2 separate regions of the Mus musculus genome follow, and region 1 is linked to region 2. The links are chromatin contacts, called in public HiChIP or PLAC-seq maps. All regions are on one chromosome and are shown on one strand. The core of a region is the stretch at or near the end of the contact, and the rest is flanking DNA. Distances in the headings are between cores, read along the strand shown.

The links. HiChIP or PLAC-seq counts read pairs in DNA pulled down with a chosen protein or histone mark.
Region 1: a contact with region 2 is called in an H3K4me3 HiChIP or PLAC-seq map of embryonic stem cells, with 14 read pairs. The contact joins the enhancer-like site here to the promoter of Prmt2 in region 2. A contact is called at or near these places in 13 of 39 promoter capture datasets (the 3T3-L1 cell line, cranial neural crest, embryonic stem cells and 4 more), 2 of 15 datasets of contacts at CTCF or cohesin (embryonic stem cells and stem cell-derived epiblast-like cells), 12 of 484 Hi-C or Micro-C datasets (cerebral cortex, embryonic stem cells, myeloid progenitors and 1 more), 7 of 115 datasets of contacts at active chromatin or transcription factors (embryonic stem cells, intestinal crypt epithelium and stem cell-derived neural progenitor cells) and 3 of 9 other capture datasets (adipose tissue, embryonic stem cells and pancreatic islet).

What each region holds. Positions count from the first base shown.
Region 1 is chr10:75,992,168-75,995,893 of GRCm38.p6, forward strand. It overlaps Gm5134 (predicted gene 5134), which reads left to right. Exons shown (of 14, transcript NM_198635.3): 8 at 228-363; 9 at 1,658-1,765; 10 at 3,613-3,726. Among named protein-coding and RNA genes, the nearest start is that of Mir6409, 15 kb to the right of the region's middle. Within about 2 kb of position 1,629, at least 9 of the 459 cell types and tissues checked have an H3K27ac peak or open chromatin away from gene starts, as enhancers often do. A contact at or near this core is called in embryonic stem cells, where this site is marked.
Region 2 is chr10:76,236,492-76,240,211 of GRCm38.p6, forward strand. Prmt2 (protein arginine N-methyltransferase 2) reads right to left here and starts at 1,374. Exons shown (of 11, transcript NM_133182.3): 1 at 1,259-1,374; 2 at 221-330. The coding sequence starts at 274.

The DNA.
Region 1 (3,726 bases), core at 379-2,878, 240 kb before region 2:
ACATACACGATGACCTCATCCCATTTATTAGATATCAATGGGGAAAGATGTGTTCATCTGTAACCTACGTCTCTCCAACCCCGGATGGCCCAAAGATGTAGGGATGAAGGCCGAGCATCTTAGTAAACCCCGGCATGCCGCCGCAGCAGAGACAAGTATCTCATCTGTGCTGAGGTGGCCCAGCCTCAATCCACCTCCGACCCTGTCCACTCTTCTGTTCTTGGCAGGTTTCTGTCCAGCGGTTTCTGGCAGGAAAGAGCAGGCTTCACATGGAAGGTGGCTGCCTATTGTGCGGCTACTTAAAGCTGCTGCCCATGTTCCTCATGGTGATGCCGGGCATGATCAGCCGTATCTTGTACCCAGGTAAATTCTTGATTCTGTCACGGCTCCCTTGGCGACCTGGAGGACATCTGAAATACGGTGTCTCCCGAGGTGTAGTGCTTATTGGGGTTGCCTGGAGGGCCTCTTTAGAATGTGTTGGAATTGACAGGCAGCAATACAGGCATTCCAAGGTGTTAAGTAAAACAGATGTATGCATTTTCCCATGACACAGTCATGTTCCTCCCCACAAAAGGCCCAGCACAACTTTGGAAGACAGTCTTTAGGAGTTCCGGTTGCTCTGTCCCATTGCAGGCCTCATGCCTGTGTCTCAGGTGCTGAGCCGGGATCTCTTTGATACAGTGTTTCTCACAGCCCCAGACTGGGCATTCCCAGTGGAACTCAAGAGACAATCTTGAAGAGGCTGCTTCTGTAAGAAAGACCAGAAGAAAGGCCCACATTCTTTCTACTAAATACTATTAACTTGCCCGCCTCTCCTAATGAGTGATCAGAATTCCATAATGTATTTCATCCCTGTGTCGACTGACTTTTGCTAGTTTGATCTGTCTCTCAGGCAACGAGTCTTGCTTATTGGTTAGGTAAGGGAACAGTTTCTCTGGCAAGTATTGCTAGCAGTCCAGATAGCATGGGTGAATTCTAGCACTGCATGCTGCTAAGTGTCTCTGTCAAGGTCAAAGAAAATGGAGAACAGCTCTTATGTTCAGTCACATGAGCAGCAGCCATCTCTCACTCTACCTCACCCTTCTGTCTGTCTGCCCCGAGACATGCTTCTTTCTGTGTGCCCCCCCCACCCCCACCCCACTTTAATAGAGAGGAGATTCAACAACTCAACAACTCACTCTTTGCATCTGCTCTTCAGTAATCAAGCAGTGCCATGCGATCTCATGAATATTTATAACTAGAAAATCGACCTCTCTGCTCTCCATGACTTGAGGAGTCTAACGTACCATGTTGAACTATGCCCATCTTGGGGCAAAGAGTAGTGAATTTCTGAGATCCAAGGTCCAACGTTAGTGCATGGTGGATGGTTCAAGGGCTTTCTTAACACTTCATTGGGACCTTTGAAAGCTTTGTAGAGATTCTGTGGCTTGCTCTGGGACCAGCAGAAGGACAGAGCATTTGACATCCTGGATCCCGAGTCCCAGCTCTTTATCCCTTTGTATAGAAGAAGGATCTTGGATTGGATAAGCCTACGGTGGATGAGGAGTCTGACACCAATCTGTCTGAGTACGGTTCCAGATCTGCTTCCCCTCCCCCAAGCTCAGAGTTGAGAGCACTATGACCCGGATGTTGATCCAACCCATACTTCTCTCTGCAGATCAAGTGGCCTGCGTCGTGCCTTCGGAATGCCAGAAGTTCTGTGGCCGAGGAACCGGTTGTAGTGCCCTGGCTTACCCAGTGCTGGTCTTAGGAGTGATGCCTCATGGTAAGAAGTGGACCTTTCCACCGAGGGTTCCATGGCTGCCTTTGGGAAGGCAGGTAAGAGGAGCCTCCAGGAATGGCTTCCTTACCAGCCAGACCATCACGCTGCACGTAGAGGCAAGCTGTGTGTTGGGAGGGGTTAGCATTGGAAGCCTCCGCCCTCTCCTTCCTTCCCACACTGAAGTACACATCCTCACAGAGGCACAGCCTATACACATTTGATTGTATTATTTAGGTCACCTGCTCATTTATTCGGAAACTGGTTCCATACGGCCTAAGTCTTTGTTGTAAACCCCTAGAACACAAAACACCAGCAAGAACAGTGCTATCCTCAAACTCATGAAAAAAAAAAAGTCGGCAGCATCCCTGGATATCAGCATTTCCATAAGCTCCGATACAGACTGAAGGAGACACTGGCCACACTACAGTCTAGGAAGGAAACTGTCTAATTCTGATCCTGAGCCTTGGGAAGTACCCTGTCCTAGAGCAGCCAGGGCTGGGACTGGAGGGCAGTGCTTAAAGGAGGGAAAATTCTGGAATCCTAGTCTTATGTCTTCTAGCCCTGAAGGACCCACTAAAATTAGTTGGGGCACTGCCACAGTGAGCTTTCAGGTAGGGTGCTGGTTACCTTAGGACTCTCCTGATAGCACAAAAGAAACTTTCAACCTGGCAGTGGTGGCACATGCATTTAATCCCAGCGCTCGGGAGCCAGAGGCAGGTGAATCTCTGAGTTCACGGACAGCCTGGTCTACAGAGAACAGCCAGGCTACACAGAGAAATCCTGTTTTGAAAAAAATCTAACAAAACAAATCAAATTCAAACAGAGCAGCCTCCCACCAGGCGGCAGGTGGTGGCACACGCTGTGACATCTCTGGAGTGTTGGCAGGTGGTGGCACACGCTGTGACATCTCTGGAGTGTTGGCAGGTGGTGGCACACGCTGTGACATCTCTGGAGTGTTGGCAGGTGGTGGCACACGCTGTGACATCTCTGGAGTGTTGGCAGGTGGTGGCACACGCTGTGACATCTCTGGAGTGTTGGGCGAATGCTTCCTCTGGATGCTGGGTGAGCTCATCTACTTACCTGCTCCACAGCCTCGCTAAGCCAAACTGAGCCAAATTTAAGTGTAAAGGCGGGTTTGCTGGGGCAGCTCTCTGGTGGGTTTCCCCGATCTCACAGGAGGAGGTCAGGGAAGTTGCCCCTGAGCTGGGGTAGGGGCTTTCTATAGGGTAGGGAAGAAGAAGTGGTAGTATGATGGTAAGGTATGGGCATAGATTTATTAGGTGAGTTTAGGGTCCTGTAAGTGAGTCTTAGGTCCGGTGGTCACTTTGGAATCTGATACTAGGTGTCGGCTTTGTCTACTGTTTTGTGGGGTCTATCCTCCCTGGGCTTTTGGGATGGTAGGCTGTGGACCGGAAGAGAAAGGCAGGGACCTCCTGGTTCATGCCATCTTGGCCTCCATCCCAAAACCTCCAGCCTAACACCTACATCTTAACATCCTCATGGTAGGCACTGTCTGCCCACTTCACAGATGAAGAGCCATGCTTCCTGCCTATAGCAAGGACATCTCCAAGTTGGGGCACAAACAATCCACCTCACAGGGCTGTAGTAGGCAAGGGCACGACAACCTGGCACAGACTAACCCTCCGAGAAACTGTAGCTCCCGTTATCCTGTAAGGAAGCAGCAGGCAACTGTTGTCCTGGCGCCAACGGAGAACAAATGTAACATGGGGCGTCCTTGATGGGATTCCACTCCAGGTTTGTCCAGGCTGCACTATTCCTTTGGCGGCAGAGGCCCTCGCTGGCCTGGTCAGGGAGCTGTCAGTCCAGGCAGTGTGTTCTTTTCCTTCCAGGCCTGCAAGGCTTTATGCTGTCCACAGTGTGCGCCTCCCTCATGTCTTCCTTGACGTCTATTTTCAACAGTTCCAGCGCCCTGTTCACGCTGAACATTTATACCTGGATTCGGC
Region 2 (3,720 bases), core at 124-2,623:
AACAAGTACAAGAATCTGAAGCATGCTGAAGTGTCCCCTGAAGTGTTCATGACAATACACAGCATGGGACCTAATGACCAGACCCATCCCCCTGCCTCAACGTTCTCTAAATTCAAGCATCCTCCTGTGAGCCAGGACCTTGAGAGACAAGGAGAGTGACATCACCCCTGTAAGCTGGTACTGTTCCTCTGTATGATCATTACACGTGGCTCTTACGTACCAGAACCGGGATGACCTGTGACTCGCTGCAGGGACCTTCTCCTGGTGCCTCCATAGTTCAATATGATCATGTCTCATAACTGGGGCTTTACTTCAGTTTCTCTCCCATGCCTACTTGAAAGAAGAGAGAGAAGCACAAAGTGTTACACTGCCTGGTCAGTAATCTCATTTCACGGCTACAGTTTACTGTATGTGTTAAGAATGGAACAGGATTGGCGTTTTATCATCACAATTCATTAGAGGGCTTTTTAAATTAAAAAATCCAAATGCTGTGTGCTTCCTTTAATATGCTAGATTTATTCCTCTGAAGTCTCCTTTTTTAAGAGATATTTATGAAGCCTCTTTTTACTTAGAATAAATCAGTATCATTTTTTTTAGGAACACTTAATAGCTTAAACTCAAATTAAAACACCTTGCCCAGTACTTGACCTAACCCACAGGCAGAACTGAAATCCCCATGCCCGACACCCTCCTGTTCTTTAATTCTATTTTTTTACCCCCAGGGGCAATGTAACCCTAACTGGCTCTGAGATTACATCGATTCTTTGTTTAAACGCCTGTTGTGCGTCCAGATCTGGACTTCATACTTACTTCGTAATAATTAGAATCACAAATTATTTACAATTATATTTTCAGTGAAAAGCCTGGGAGGGTGCCCGGAGGAAGAAAGACAATGAATTGGAGGGTTCTCCAGGCCAAGCAGATGAGGCCATAGAGGCCAAGAATATAGAGGCATGGGGGATGTGGCTCGGGATACAGAAGGCAGGTGGGCGTGGTCCTGGAAGGGCGTGGCTCTAAGAGCCAGCGGAGGTGCGCAGGGGGAATTGAGAGGTGCAGCGAAAGGAGAGCGAAGAGGGCGGACGGTGCTGAGAAAAGGGGAGGGGGTAGCTGGAATAGAACCTTCGAGAGGGCACTCTAAAGCCTCCAGAGGGGGCGGAGGCCTCAGTGCGCTGGAGACATGCACAGGGAAGACCTTTTGCCTAGCTTGCCCTGCCTCACTTGCGATCCAGATGTCTAAGCTGTCCATTAAGAAACCTACCTCAGCCGCGTTTCTCCGCTGAATTCTAGGCTATACCAGAAAGGAACAGACGATGCCCACCCGAAGCCTGAGCCGCCGCCCTGGACCTGCGCAAGCGCGGAGCACTCCAGCTGGCCGAAGAGCACGCCCCGCCCAGGCCTGGGTGTCCTGCGCAAGCGCAGTGTGTATAAACTCGGTGCTGGTAGCTGTAGATAGTCTTGAGACAGGGGTTTTCTCTAAGAGCTTGTCACTCAGCGCAAGCGCATTTTCTGTCCCTGCTTCCGGCCGGTCGCATTGGGCCTTAAGGCTGCAAGACGCAGGTGAGAAAGTGTAAGGATCGACTTACCGGGAGATCTGTGGGAAGACTGGACTCCGGGTTGGAGGCCACAGGTGGTGTAGACCGCGCCCCCAGCGGATTCGAACCGAGGCAACAATTGGCAGGCTGAAGCAGGAGTGCGTACTAGCGCTGTCCTGAGTGTACCTGGGACTGCCGGTGTGTTTGATGCCCTTCTCCGAATGCTTAATAACCTAGTTTTGATCTGAATCAGCTTCTGCAGAATGGGACCCCCCTACAGTATCTTGGACTAAGTTTTGATCGTGGAACCAACATAGCTACTGAGACACGAAACACACCAGAGACCCCAAGTCCTGAAGATCCTGTGCTGAAGGGGTTGGGGGCGGAGGAGCAATGACACTGACATCAGGTGACCCTAAGCAAGGTTTCTTAAGCTTTCTCCACTAGCAATCCCATCCTACTCAGAAAGTTTTTCAGCGACTCTAGGTATCTAAAATAGGCATACGAATCAAACATTTACTGATAAGTGAATCAGAAAAGAATTTATTGTAAAACTCGGCATACACACAATTTTACCACTGACTAGAGACAAAAGCAGATTTGCATACTAATTAGGTGGATGCGTTTGTCCAATATAATCTAGACACTCTAATACATGCTGAGGAATGATAGGGAAATATTAAAATTCTTTGTTTTCTATAATTAAACCATCATGCTTCGGTTCGTGCAGTAGAAACACCACAGCTCATAACATAATCAATCATTCCAAACCTGCTGTGAGGCATCTCAGGGCTTGCAAGGCTTGTGCAAACCACACCTGTTGTGCCTTCAGTCCATCGGTTCAGTGGAGTCGCACAATGAACTGCAGCCAAGGGATGGGTCTGTCTGTGTGAGGACCTGGTCCTTTTTTTAAATCTGCCCAGTTTTCCATTTCCACCAGATGAAGAGGGCTGAAGCTCTGAGCCAGGATGCCACAGGTTGAAAAGAGTTTCCCACAATCTTCCAAGGCAGAAAAAACTGTCCTCAGAGCCCCCAGTGTGGCAGGCCTGAGACCTATTCTTGAAAGCCTGCTGGTGCCACGAAGCTCAGGCTCCAGGCACTAGGATCCACCCTTGCTAACCTAACATAGGAAAGGGTACCTGTGGTGGCTGAATAAAGAATGTGGCTTTGTAAGGGCTGGAGGTGGCTTAGCAGTTAAGAGCAGTTACTGTTTTTGTAGAAGACCCAAGTTTGGTTCCCAGCACCTATGTTAGGTTGCTCACAAACCACCTGTAACTTCCAGCTCCAGGGGACTCACTGCACTTGGGAGGCCGAGGCAGACGGATCTCAGAGTTCAAGACCAGCTTGGTCTACAGGTTGAGTTCCAGGATAGCCAGAGAAACCCTGTCTCAAATAACCAGAAAAAGAAAATTCTTTTTGTAAAAAGTGGAGTGTGATGCCTGCAGATTTGTCTCAGTGGCTAAGAGCATTTGGGCGCTTACAGTGGACTGGAATTGAATTCCCAACATCTAGATTAGGCAGCTCACAAGCACCTGTAATTCCAGTTCCAGGGGCTCTGATGCCCTCATCTGGCCTCCATGGGCACTGGAATGCATGCAGTATGCGTACAGCTGAGCAGGCACACCCAGGAGTTATTTTTAAAGTGGATTCCAATGCCGCTACCTTCCTTTTAATCCCTGCTTGGCTTGACAAGCTGTCTGTCAAAGAAGACACTGTAACCAAACGTGTAACCATATGCAATAAAGATAGACATCTTGGTTAGTGCAAAGCTTCAGAGCACAACCAAGAGTAATCAAAGGTATATTAGCTGCAGCAACTAAGAGGAGCACTGGAGTTATTCCCAAGGCAAGGACCACCCACCCACCCACGCCTGTCACACACCCCTCTCCTTACTCCCTCCCCTGAGAAACTGTAGGAATTTTACTCAAGGAGCCTGCAAACTTGATATACAGAAGTTCAGAGACAGAGCACATTTCTGAGAGTGCACAGTTTAAAGTCACAGTACTAGGAAAGACAGTGGTCAAGTTTCTGGGCATAATTAGCCTGAGATCATGGCCCATCTATGTATTCTAAGGTTAAGGTGGTGAGCAAGGGGTCAGGTGTGTGGCACATGCCTTTAATTCCAGCAGTCAGGAGGTAGAGGCAGACAGATCTCTGTGAGTTTAAGGCCAGCCTGGTCTACACAGAG